Linked DNA regions of Arachis hypogaea: region 1 is linked to region 2. A link is a contact called in public Hi-C data. All regions are on one chromosome and are shown on one strand. Each heading gives the region's core, a stretch centred on a gene start, on an enhancer-like site or on the middle of the called end of the contact. The rest is flanking DNA. Distances are from core to core; before and after follow the strand shown. Region 1 holds the start of LOC112755667. Region 2 has its middle 23 kb from the start of LOC112755665.

Region 1 (5,622 bases), core at 1,172-3,671, 82 kb after region 2:
CAGCAAGCGCCTTTGCTACTAGGATAAATGACTGACCCATCTACATTCAATTTAGTCCAACCCCAATTTGGCGCCTCCCATCCAACAAGCTCCTCTCTGGTAAGATTTAGTAAGCTACTACTATGCTTTATTATGCTCACATTAATGTTATAATTTTCTGCAATTTTTTTTATTATTTGGTGAAGTTGATTGTTTGGTAGAGTCTCGTCCCTGAAAATGAAATCATTTCGACACTTTCAGGCTATGTTGCACACTGTGACGAAGATGATGGGCCATAGAGTCCCATACTGCTTTCGAGAGATCAAGGAAAGATTAGTACTAAGCCATTTCTGAAAGGATTGAGAGAAAAAATTTTTCTGCGTATCTCTGTTTATTATGCTAATCCATGCCGTACGGATGTAAGGCAATCGCGTAAGGCGTGGAGCACAGTCTCTTCCTCTCTACAGCATCTTGGACAATCGCTGTTGTCTGTGAAGTTTTTGCTCTTCCTTCTGCTGTTGGAGGCAAAGCTTCATAGGTAAGGAGCCAACAGAAGGTTTTCAAATGCTGAGGTAAGTTATTTTTTCAAAGCAATTTGTATAACCTGTTAGTATTCTCCTTGTTACTGAAAAGAGCCTCATAGGCTGATTTAATTGTAAACCTACTATTTGTTACTGGAAGCCACCCCACAGTGTCTACTCCAATGTCAGGATTGGGGAATTTTAAAATTCTAATGTGCTCTAGAACATCTTCGGGCAAAATCTGACTAATTTTTGTCCAATTCCAAACATTCTGAGAACTAATATAATCGCACAACATTTCGCCAAGCGTTTCTGCATCGAGGTTAATGGTAGCTAAGTCTCTTAATTTGTGAATTCCTGGGATCCAATAGTCCTCCCAAAAAGAAATACTCCGCCACATATTCTGCAAATTAGGTTCCCTTGAAAATTTTTCCAAACCTTTGTTATTCCAATCCAAGCGTTTGAGCTGTTGGTCTTCTTATGGACTTTGGGTATGATTCAGTTTCCTCCCGCATACTTTGCTCTCATCACCTGCACCCATAGGGAATCCCTTTTGTAGATTAAGCCCCAAGCAAGTTTCATAAGAAATAGTTGATTGGTCTCCTGCACCCTTCGAATCCCCGGTTCACCCTCCTCTTTTAGTTTGCAATTTTTCTCGCAACTAGAGATGGACATTTCTATCATCTTCGCTGCTACCCAATAGGAAGTCCCTACAGAATTTATCTACTTTAGCACAAACTGCCATAGGGATCTTCATAGTCTGCATGTAGTAACTAGGAATGGTTGATAACATCGATTGGATAAGGGTGCATCTCCCTACAAAAGATAGAGATTTTTTATTCCAACTAAATAATTTGGTTTGCATGCGGTCAAGAATGAACTGAAAATGACGCTGGTTACACTTCTCTGTGATCAAAGGTACTTCTAAGTATTTTTTCAGATTAGCCATCAGGGTCATTCGAAGCTCCTGACTTAGTTGCTGCCTAATATTATGATTAAAAAAATAGACACAAGACTTGTGGAAGCTGATTCTTTGTCCCGAGTTCTCGTAAAAAGTGTGTAAGGTCTCCTTAATCGTTCGCACTTGTTCGCTAGAAGTTTTAACAAAGAGAACCAAATCATTTTTAGGTCCATTTCTATAAATAGTTATTGGCTCCCTTTCTTTTATTAGCAACTAGTTTATTAATAAGGTGGGATAAACGCTTAACACACAGAATAAAAAGATAAGGTGAGAGAGGATCTCCCTGTCTAATCCCTCTGGTTGGGGAGAACGTCTTAGAGAGTGATCCATTTCAAAGGAGATTCATGGTGGGGGTAAAAATGCAATGGACAATGATATTAATGATTCCTTCTGAGATACTGACGTCTTTTAGAGTATCCATCAAAAAATTTCGGTTTTACCTATCGTAGGCTTTCTTCAGGTCAATTTTTATAGCCATGATTCATTTTTCTTGATTTTTACTACGCATGATGTAAACCATCTCTTGTACCACTAGAATATTGTCTGCACTTATTCTGCCAAAATTAAATTAGATTGAGTATTAGAATGTGTAAATGATAACATGTAATATGAATTCTATAGTTTGTATAAATTTAAAATAAGATACATATATAATTAGTTTAAAATTATTGCATTTGTATAAATATAAATCTTAAATATTTTATGAACTATGTTATGTGTATACTAAAATCAGCTATCAAAATCAGTCACTAGTATAAAATACATGCTGAAATATAAATACACGTTAAAAATAAATTAAATCACACATATATTTATACACAAATATATTAGTGACTGATTTTAATGTACAAATAGTATTTTTGATATTTTATTTAGGTAAATTATCCTTAAAAATATGTGATTCCTCTAATCTTGCCATTGATACTGTAGTTATAAATAGTTCAATTTTTCTTAAATAAAAAATTAATCTTAAACTGCATGTTTCTACCGACACCCCCCCATTGGTCTCTCTTCTCTTCTCTCGGATCCAATCAACCCAAATCTCGAAGCCCTAACCTCCTCTCGTCACGCTGCACTCGCCATCGACGTCGCCGTCGCCACCTCACCACCGCTAAACCCCGAATGTTCTCTCTTCTGCACCTACCGCTGTTTTGGGTCGGATCACCAGCTCAGGAAGCAAGGATTAGAGGAAGATGTTGTCGTCGCCCATGAGGTAGCCGCCGTTGTCGCCGCCGTCCAAGTCCACTGTTTGGGTGCGATTCGTTTTTACCTTTCCTTATAATCTTCATTTTTCTGCTTCTGAGTACGATGCAAGATTATAACTCCCATAAATTCCTTCTCTAGAATTCTTAGTTACTAATTTCAGCTTTTGTGTTTCGTTAATCACATTTTTGTTTCCTCTTGCTCTGTTCAAGACTTTAGCTCAAAAATCATTACCCTATCCAACAGTGTTTCTTCATTGACCGAGCTTGTTCCCTAAGGTTCTTTTCTCCCTAGGGATGATATTTGACCGGAAGATTGTGTTGGAGTTCTAGCACTGTTAATATTTCAAATTAGTTCATGATTACTTCAACATGTGCTATTTTGTTCGCTTTAGTATTAATCTTTGATCTGCTTTTATAATATGACTAGTTGAGCTGTTTATGTAGCCTTATATTAAGTTGAAAGTGAGGAAATTTTGTCTGGTTGGTCTAAACAGAACACAGCAAGGTGTATATTTTTGAGACTCGTGGAGGCTTTGTTTTGGGGTATACTAATCAATTTGTGTTCACTTTTTATGACCAAGTGTTGTGGTTTTTCCAATGGTGTATTTGATGATAGTGCAGTGGTACGCCAATTACAACTGAAATATTTTACATCAACTTTGTTTGATATTAATATATGAAAGATGATATAATAAAGCTTATGATTAGACTTCTTATCATTTTTGTCTTCGCTTGATATCTATTTGAGTTCTCTTTGTTAATGACTTCCTGTTAAGAAACTTTGAGGGTATGTTGATTTTGTTTTTGTTTTGGTTTTGTATTCTGGTAATAGTGATGCTGATGTGAATTCTCAGTAAGTTGGTAGATTTTTCCTATAGCTAATTGCATCACTATTAGCCTATTATTCACATTTTGTATGTGGATCAGGGTTTAGAAGGCCACAGTTTGAGGAATATTTGGCATCGTGTTCTGTGCATGAGATTATAAGGCAGTTTATTTGCAACTTGCTGATTTACGTCAGAAGCTCCAATAATGGCTGGAATAGCTATACTTCTAGACCTGTGGAGGAAAAACCAAAACTTTGGCTCTGGTTTGCACTCTCCACAACCCTTTCAGTCTTCTGCCTTTTTCTCTGCCTCTGCTGCTGTTGGTGCTGCAGCTTCCTTTGCTGCTGGTACCACTGGCTTTGCCTCAAGGGCTTTTTTTGGGTATGCTCTTCTGCCTCCATTTGTCTATACAGTCATTCTTGTTATATGGATGGATAATGAATTTACTTTGTTGTGGATATGGGTATAAAATATAAGAGAATACATGATTACTTTTTTATATTTGATTTGGCATTTGGATGTTGGAAAATTAAGCTGTTTTTCATAATGGGTTTTTGGAGATTTAGCAAGCTGATTTCAAGATGTTGTTTATTTATTTATGTTTTACAAATTTGGACAAGTTGCAATTGTTTAAAGACTTATTTACGAGGTAGTAAAAAATTCTTAGATTTAAAGAATGTCATAACTTTGAACTGTTTCCACGTTTTGAATCTTTAAGCTGATTTATTATTGAAAGTATATATAGACATAGGGGATTTAAATTGTAGGCTATTAAAGTTGTTAGAATGGAATTGCAGACAAACCTGGACAGGGGTAAATGAATTTCATCGACCTTCTATGGTCTTGTCTACTCTTCGTTACAATCAATAATGCTGTTGTCTATTCTACTGTGGTTAACCTTGAGCAACTAGCATATGTATTTCAAGAGTCTTTCCACTTGAATTTCAGGTCGCCAGTTGCTTATTGCGATGCTGGTGCAGCAGTATCTGAAGATTATATTTCTGGTCTACAAAGTGCTTCTAAAGGGATTTATAATAATGATGGTTCTCTAAGATATAGTACTACCAAACACTACAATGTGGAGCTTAAGCCTCTATTCTCTGCTTTTGAATTTAGGCCTTTGATGATGACATCCCTAAGGTCATTCTTAATGTTCTATTTGCCTCTTTTGGAGCCTCGTGCTGAAATGGAAGATGACGATTTCCTTGAGGAGAGGGAAGAGCAGCCGACTGATCTGGTTGTCCCCTTCAAGAAATCAGTGAAGCAAATCATCCGTGAGGTGTGATTTTATTTATCCTTCTTTGTCTATTCTTTGTTCAGCCAATTATTTACTAGAAATATTCATAATTTATGAAATTGATGAGTGTGTTTGTCATTTATTATTAGTGGCAATGATGTTTCGCTGTTAGGATATCCTATCTCTGATTTCTATAAGCCTCCTTGTCATCATACATAGGTAGATGATCATGTTAGGGAGTGGATCCTCAATTTTTTTTCTCTCAATTTTTTTCTATAACCATTCAATATCTTCTTTCACATATTTTCTCTTGGTCCCACTTAAAGAATGTAAGGTGAGAGATCACACTTTACCAAACAATTGAGGGGAAAAAATTGAGAGGATCCATTCCCTATGGTATTCAACGCAGACAGCATGTGTTTGATTACTAAACCAGGCTTTTGATTTGACATATGGAATTTAGCAAATGAGTATACCACCATTTTGACCCTTCAAATTCTGTTTTTGACAAAATGCACCCCCTAAAGAAATGCTATCGTGGCCCCCCAAAGATTAGTTTTATCTTACAAATTGCACTAGATATTTATTAGCTTAGGGAGCCACGATGGTGGTTCATTCTTGGCAAATTTTCGAACTTCTATACATTCAACAGTAACAAACACTGGGTATTTGTAGTTCACACTTAAAGCAGGGTAGTAGCCCTTGGTTTAAAATTGTTTCAGTAACACACAAACATCTGAAATTTTTGTCAATATGTGACTGCACTTTAATAAGCATGACGATGATTGGTTTTGCTATTTTGACAATTCAAAGTTCAACAATTTTGATCGAGTGTAATAAAGGTGTCGGTCCACAAATTCTCTCTCACTTTTTCTATTCAAATGTTGCAAAC
Region 2 (5,199 bases), core at 204-2,703:
TTATTTTTTTTATATTGGATTGTTATCGGTGTTTTTTTATTAATATTATGATATTTTAATATAATATAATAATATATAATAAAAAAATTGTAAATATTAATTTTAAATAAGATAAAAAATTAAAAAAAATAAATAAAATCGTAAATTATGATTTTAAATAGGACAAAAAATTATAAATCAAAATTTTAATTTTTAAATATAAAAAAATTATAATTTATAAAATTATAAATAATAATTTTTTTTATTATATAAATTGTGAGTATCAATTTATATTATACATCATATTTCTAAAATATATCCATTTTAATTCATATAAACGTATTACATTGCTTTATTCATCATATAAAAAATAAGGTAGAAATTCAGATGGGATCGATTTCACGTGAAGTTGATAACTGAGAGCTGTTAGATGATTTAACTAAATTTTTATCTAACAGCTCTTAACTATCAACTTTATATAAAGTCGACTGCATTTGAGTTTTCACCCAAAAATAATTAGCGGATGAAATAAGAGAACTATAAGGTGTTGTTTAATTATTATGGATTTATGGATTTATATCACATCATTCACATGGTAGGCATAGTTTGTATTTTATTTTTTTGGAATATATTTATTGTTGTTTTAATATGGTAGTGTCCTCACAGCATCAGATTCTGATCTGAGTATGATGAGTACATATGCATGCCATGCCATGCCAATATATACTTTGCATAGATACGCCCCCCTGCTCTCCTCCCTCTTTACTTTCACGCGCGTCAACTGCGCGTCTCCTTCTACTTCTACTGCCATTTTGACCTAACATAAGTAATTCGCATTCAATTATACTACAGGTGAACATTAAATTAATAAAAAAAAAATAGGAAGCTAATGAAACAACAAGCACTTTGTATATAATTTAACTTTGAACTACTTAATTATTATTTAAATACTAATTTTTTTATTTAAATTACTAGGTCATTATTGAAACGAAGCTAATGACAAAGATTAAAATTAAAATTTTTAAATATATATTGTATAAAAAAATTTTAAATATACTTAAAATATCAATATTTCAATAATTGTAACTATTAATTTTAATTAATAGTTAAAATTAGTAGAACACAGTATTTGAAGTAGACTTAAAATTTGTGTGTTAGAAATTGGTAATAGGGTGAAAAAGTGGAGGAGGATGTGACATCATTGAAGCATGCAAAGAGTTATGAAATGAATCTATCAGAAGAAGAATAGGCATATGGCATATGTGTACATAGATAGCCACAGCGAATAGAGAAAGGGAGAGAGAGGTTCAACCTATTTTGTCTCCTTACTTACCAATAATACTATTGCTGAACATTATTAATTAATTAATAATAAAAGTTGAAAATAAATTGCAATGTGCCCCCTGGCATTGCTTAGAATGGGTCAGTACTGATGAGTCAGTATCCTCAGTTGTGCATGACGTAGTTAGTGGAGATACAAACACTCTGAAAAGCGTGCTTGCATTGGAAGCGTGTCATAGTGCTTCTGGAATTCAATGCCCAATATATCATTTTTGGATATATAATCTCTTAACTCTTAGCTTGGATTTTTCTTCATTTATTGTCTACGAAACTTCACGCTCATACTTCATGTGTGTGGAGGACCCCTAGTATGGACTAAGATAGTAATAGTATTGTATTATATGGCGGCACAAGTAGAGTATAAACACATTCTCCTATGCTATAAACAATACATTAATAAGGTAATCAAAACAGAGCAATATTATTTTCTAAAAAAAACATATCTTTTAAATTATTTTCAATTTTTATCTTTTTATATAAATATTTTTATAAAAGAATAATTAATAATTCACCCACAAAACAAGGAAAAAACGTACTAAGACTAATAATGATAAGAGGTGAAAAAAGATGAAACAGTTTGTTAGGCTCGCCCTAATTAAAAATAGGTCCAATCCCTAGGTCTAGGCCTCACAAAAGTCTAAAGCTGAATTGGTAAGTATTGAACTTATATTTTTTTTTATGCTCACAAGATCTTAGTCTAATAGTAATAATCTTTGTCTTGTAATATGTGTACTTGAGTTCAAAATTTAGTTGGAGATTAATAATAAAAAAATCCTTAGTATTGTATAGGGTTGGTATTGGGTAGGGTAGGATAGGGTTTGGATTCTACCTTAATTCTATCTGTAAGTTGAAAATTTTATTAAAACTCTACCCTACCTTATCTGCGATTTCTCAACCCTAACCCTACCCGCACCCTAAAGTTCTAAACCCTATCATATTCGCAGAAATATTAAATTTTTTAAAGTAAATATAAAATTCAATTATTTCAAATCTTATACATATTAATAACATAAAAAATAAAAAATTAATGCTCTAAATTACTAAATTAACTAACTAGTTTAGTGATTGTTCACTTATTGTAAGTCATTATATAAGGGAGGTTGTAGTTTAACTTTCACTTCCTTCACTATATACCTATTTTTTAATAAAATATATGTTATATATGAGATACAGATAGGGTATAATAGGGTACATCCTAAACCTATACCCTACCCTACTCACAGTGGGTCGGGTAGTCTATTATATTCGAACGGATTGGACCGAATTGGATACCCGCGGATAGGGTATGAATTGCCAGCCCTAGTATTGTAATGTGTATGATGTATATTTTGGTACTAGAATGGAATTAATGTATTAGAAATAAAATGAATGTGGATGGAGTACGAAGAGGAATAGGAATATAGGAACAGGAGTGTGAATCGTGATGGGGTGAGAGCTGTCAATCGAGGGACCTGAGGGAGGGTGTCCGTACAAAACGTTCATGTGTTCAGAGACTTCACAGCCCCATCATTGTCTCAATTATCATCCTCACCCCTCAACACACACATCTACTCATCTATATCTATTTATACTACTATTTACTATATAATTAGAATACTAAAAAGGTTTGGTGAATCATTTTTTATTTTTTATATATTCTTCACCTAATAAGGATATAATTTGTAAAAATAAAAATTATTTTTCTTATTAATCAATAGTATATGGTCTCATGAATTATAGGTTTTTTTATAAAAAAAATAAAAAATAAAAGTTTAAATTAATATATAATTAATACTCTCATTTTACTCATTTTTTGACAAATAAAAAGAGAGAATAGTAATTGATTTGTTTATTTTTTTTATGTTAATTACAAAATTATTAATCATATATAATATATAGAATTTTGATCTTAGTTTTTATAATTTTTTGGTTTTAATTCAAAGAAATTTAAAAATATTTTTTAAATTCTTTTTGTTAATTTATACTGTTAACTATGAATTAATAAGCTAAATAATTGTTTTAGATCAAAACTTTTTTCCAAAAATAATATTGAGCCAGCAGAGGGTGTATATAATCTCCAGCAGAGGTGTATATAATATGCTGTTGTGGGACACAATTTACAAAACTGTCAATGATAAATTGTATTTTGTTGACGGTTTTTTTTTATAAAACGTTACTGATATTTTGTGCTTTTAAATTTTTTTTTGGATAAAATATCATTGATAGATTGTATTTAAATTGTGAATGAATTATAGTTTAAATAATATAGTCTTTCCATACTTATTTAAGAGATTGTAAGTTTGAATTTCTCTATCTTTAGTAAAAAAAATTGTATTTAAATTAAAAAAAAATTTTCACGTACATATAAAACATGTCAATTAGAAAATAATTATTGTGAAAAACATCAAATAACTTCTACTAACTAAAAAATTCAGATATTATTTTTAATATAAAAATAAAAAATATTTTAATTGAATATTAATATTTAAATTGTATTACAGTATTATAGATGTATAAAAAATATCGATATATGTGTCCAACATATATTCTGTATTTTGGCCAAAATTTTAACACGTATCCAATGCGCATTTTATGTGTTACAATACACATTCTATGTATTAATTCTCTATTTACAAAATTTATCTGTATATAATTACATCAAATAATTATATTTTTAATAAAAATATTAATATTTTTTTATATAAAAAAAATTAGTCTCTATTTTTTTTGAAAAAAAAATAAAATAATAAGATGAGAGAGGTTGGTGGATGTGATGCAGGCGTCACTCCCAAGCTAACGTACAAAACCTGGTCCAATATATGTATCCCTCGCTCGGTTCTTCATTGATGATGAAAGCTAGCTAGCATGATATATACATATAGATATAGACCCATTATTCTACACTAATTCTACATTTCTACGTAATAACTTAACGGAAAACTGTCTTTTTCTATTATCAGACGTGATGCAAAATATTTGTAGCTATTCAAACGTACACCTCTCTTGTAATTACTACTATTTTATTTTATTGAATTTGTTGCTAACAGTATTTTTACGCATCCAAATATTTTTATTAATTAAATTTAATTAAATTAATTTAAATTCAACAAAAATTATTTACATAACATACATGTAAATTATATTGTTTTTTTTATATTTTTTTTACATGTTTTTTCATAATTATCATTTTTTTATTATTGTTATTATTGCTGTATTTTTTTTCTTTTTTTGATAGCATAAATTGAGAATAAGAATGATGAAAAAAGTCAATTACAAGTAAATTAGTGTAGTTAAGGGTTGTTAAAATTAGTTATGGGTTACTAGAGTTGGTTATAACTATTGTCACTCCAACTCTCTATAAGTATTAGGATAATCACCTAAATGCAATTTGCTTGTGTATCATTTGAATAGTTAATCAAGTTTAGAAAACTCTATCCTTTTCAATTTTCTCTAAAGTTCTCTTTGTCTCACTCTCCATTTTCTTTTTTTTCTTTTTCACTGTCTGGTATCTTTCATGGTATCAGAGCTATCGATTATGATCCATCATGGCTAAAGTTATAGAAGTTTCATTAAATTTAGCTCTAAACTTTACATCGTCACCGATTTCTATGAAGCTCGATGAAAATAATTTTCTATAGTAGAAAGATCAAGCAGAATTCACGATAGAAGGTCACAATCTCTTGAACCACATCACAGGAGAAGACATACCAAAGAGGTCTACTGCTTCAGGTAAAACCAATCCCGAATTCTTGAGATGAAAACGGCAAGATACATTACTCAAGTCATGGCTATTGGCATCAATGTCAAAACCTTTCACCACTATAATGGTAGCATGTCTGTATACGTACCAGATCTGAAAAAGATTAGAAGATCATTTTACATTTCAGATCCGAGCCAAAA

Evidence for each region. Hi-C and Micro-C count contacts between places; a contact is called where the count stands out from the background.
Region 1: a contact with region 2 is called in a Hi-C map of an unstated tissue, with 5 times the contacts expected there. The contact joins the promoter of LOC112755667 here to the enhancer-like site in region 2. A contact is called at or near these places in 5 of 8 Hi-C or Micro-C datasets (leaf and an unstated tissue).

The regions. Positions count from the first base shown.
Region 1 is chr6:110,550,594-110,556,215 of arahy.Tifrunner.gnm2.J5K5, forward strand. LOC112755667 reads left to right here and starts at 2,422. Exons shown (of 7, transcript XM_025803904.2): 1 at 2,422-2,714; 2 at 3,594-3,874; 3 at 4,442-4,772. The coding sequence starts at 3,699.
Region 2 is chr6:110,469,133-110,474,331 of arahy.Tifrunner.gnm2.J5K5, forward strand. No RefSeq gene overlaps it. Among protein-coding and RNA genes, the nearest start is that of LOC112755665, 23 kb to the left of the region's middle. Within about 2 kb of position 1,454, at least 2 of the 3 cell types and tissues checked have open chromatin away from gene starts, as enhancers often do.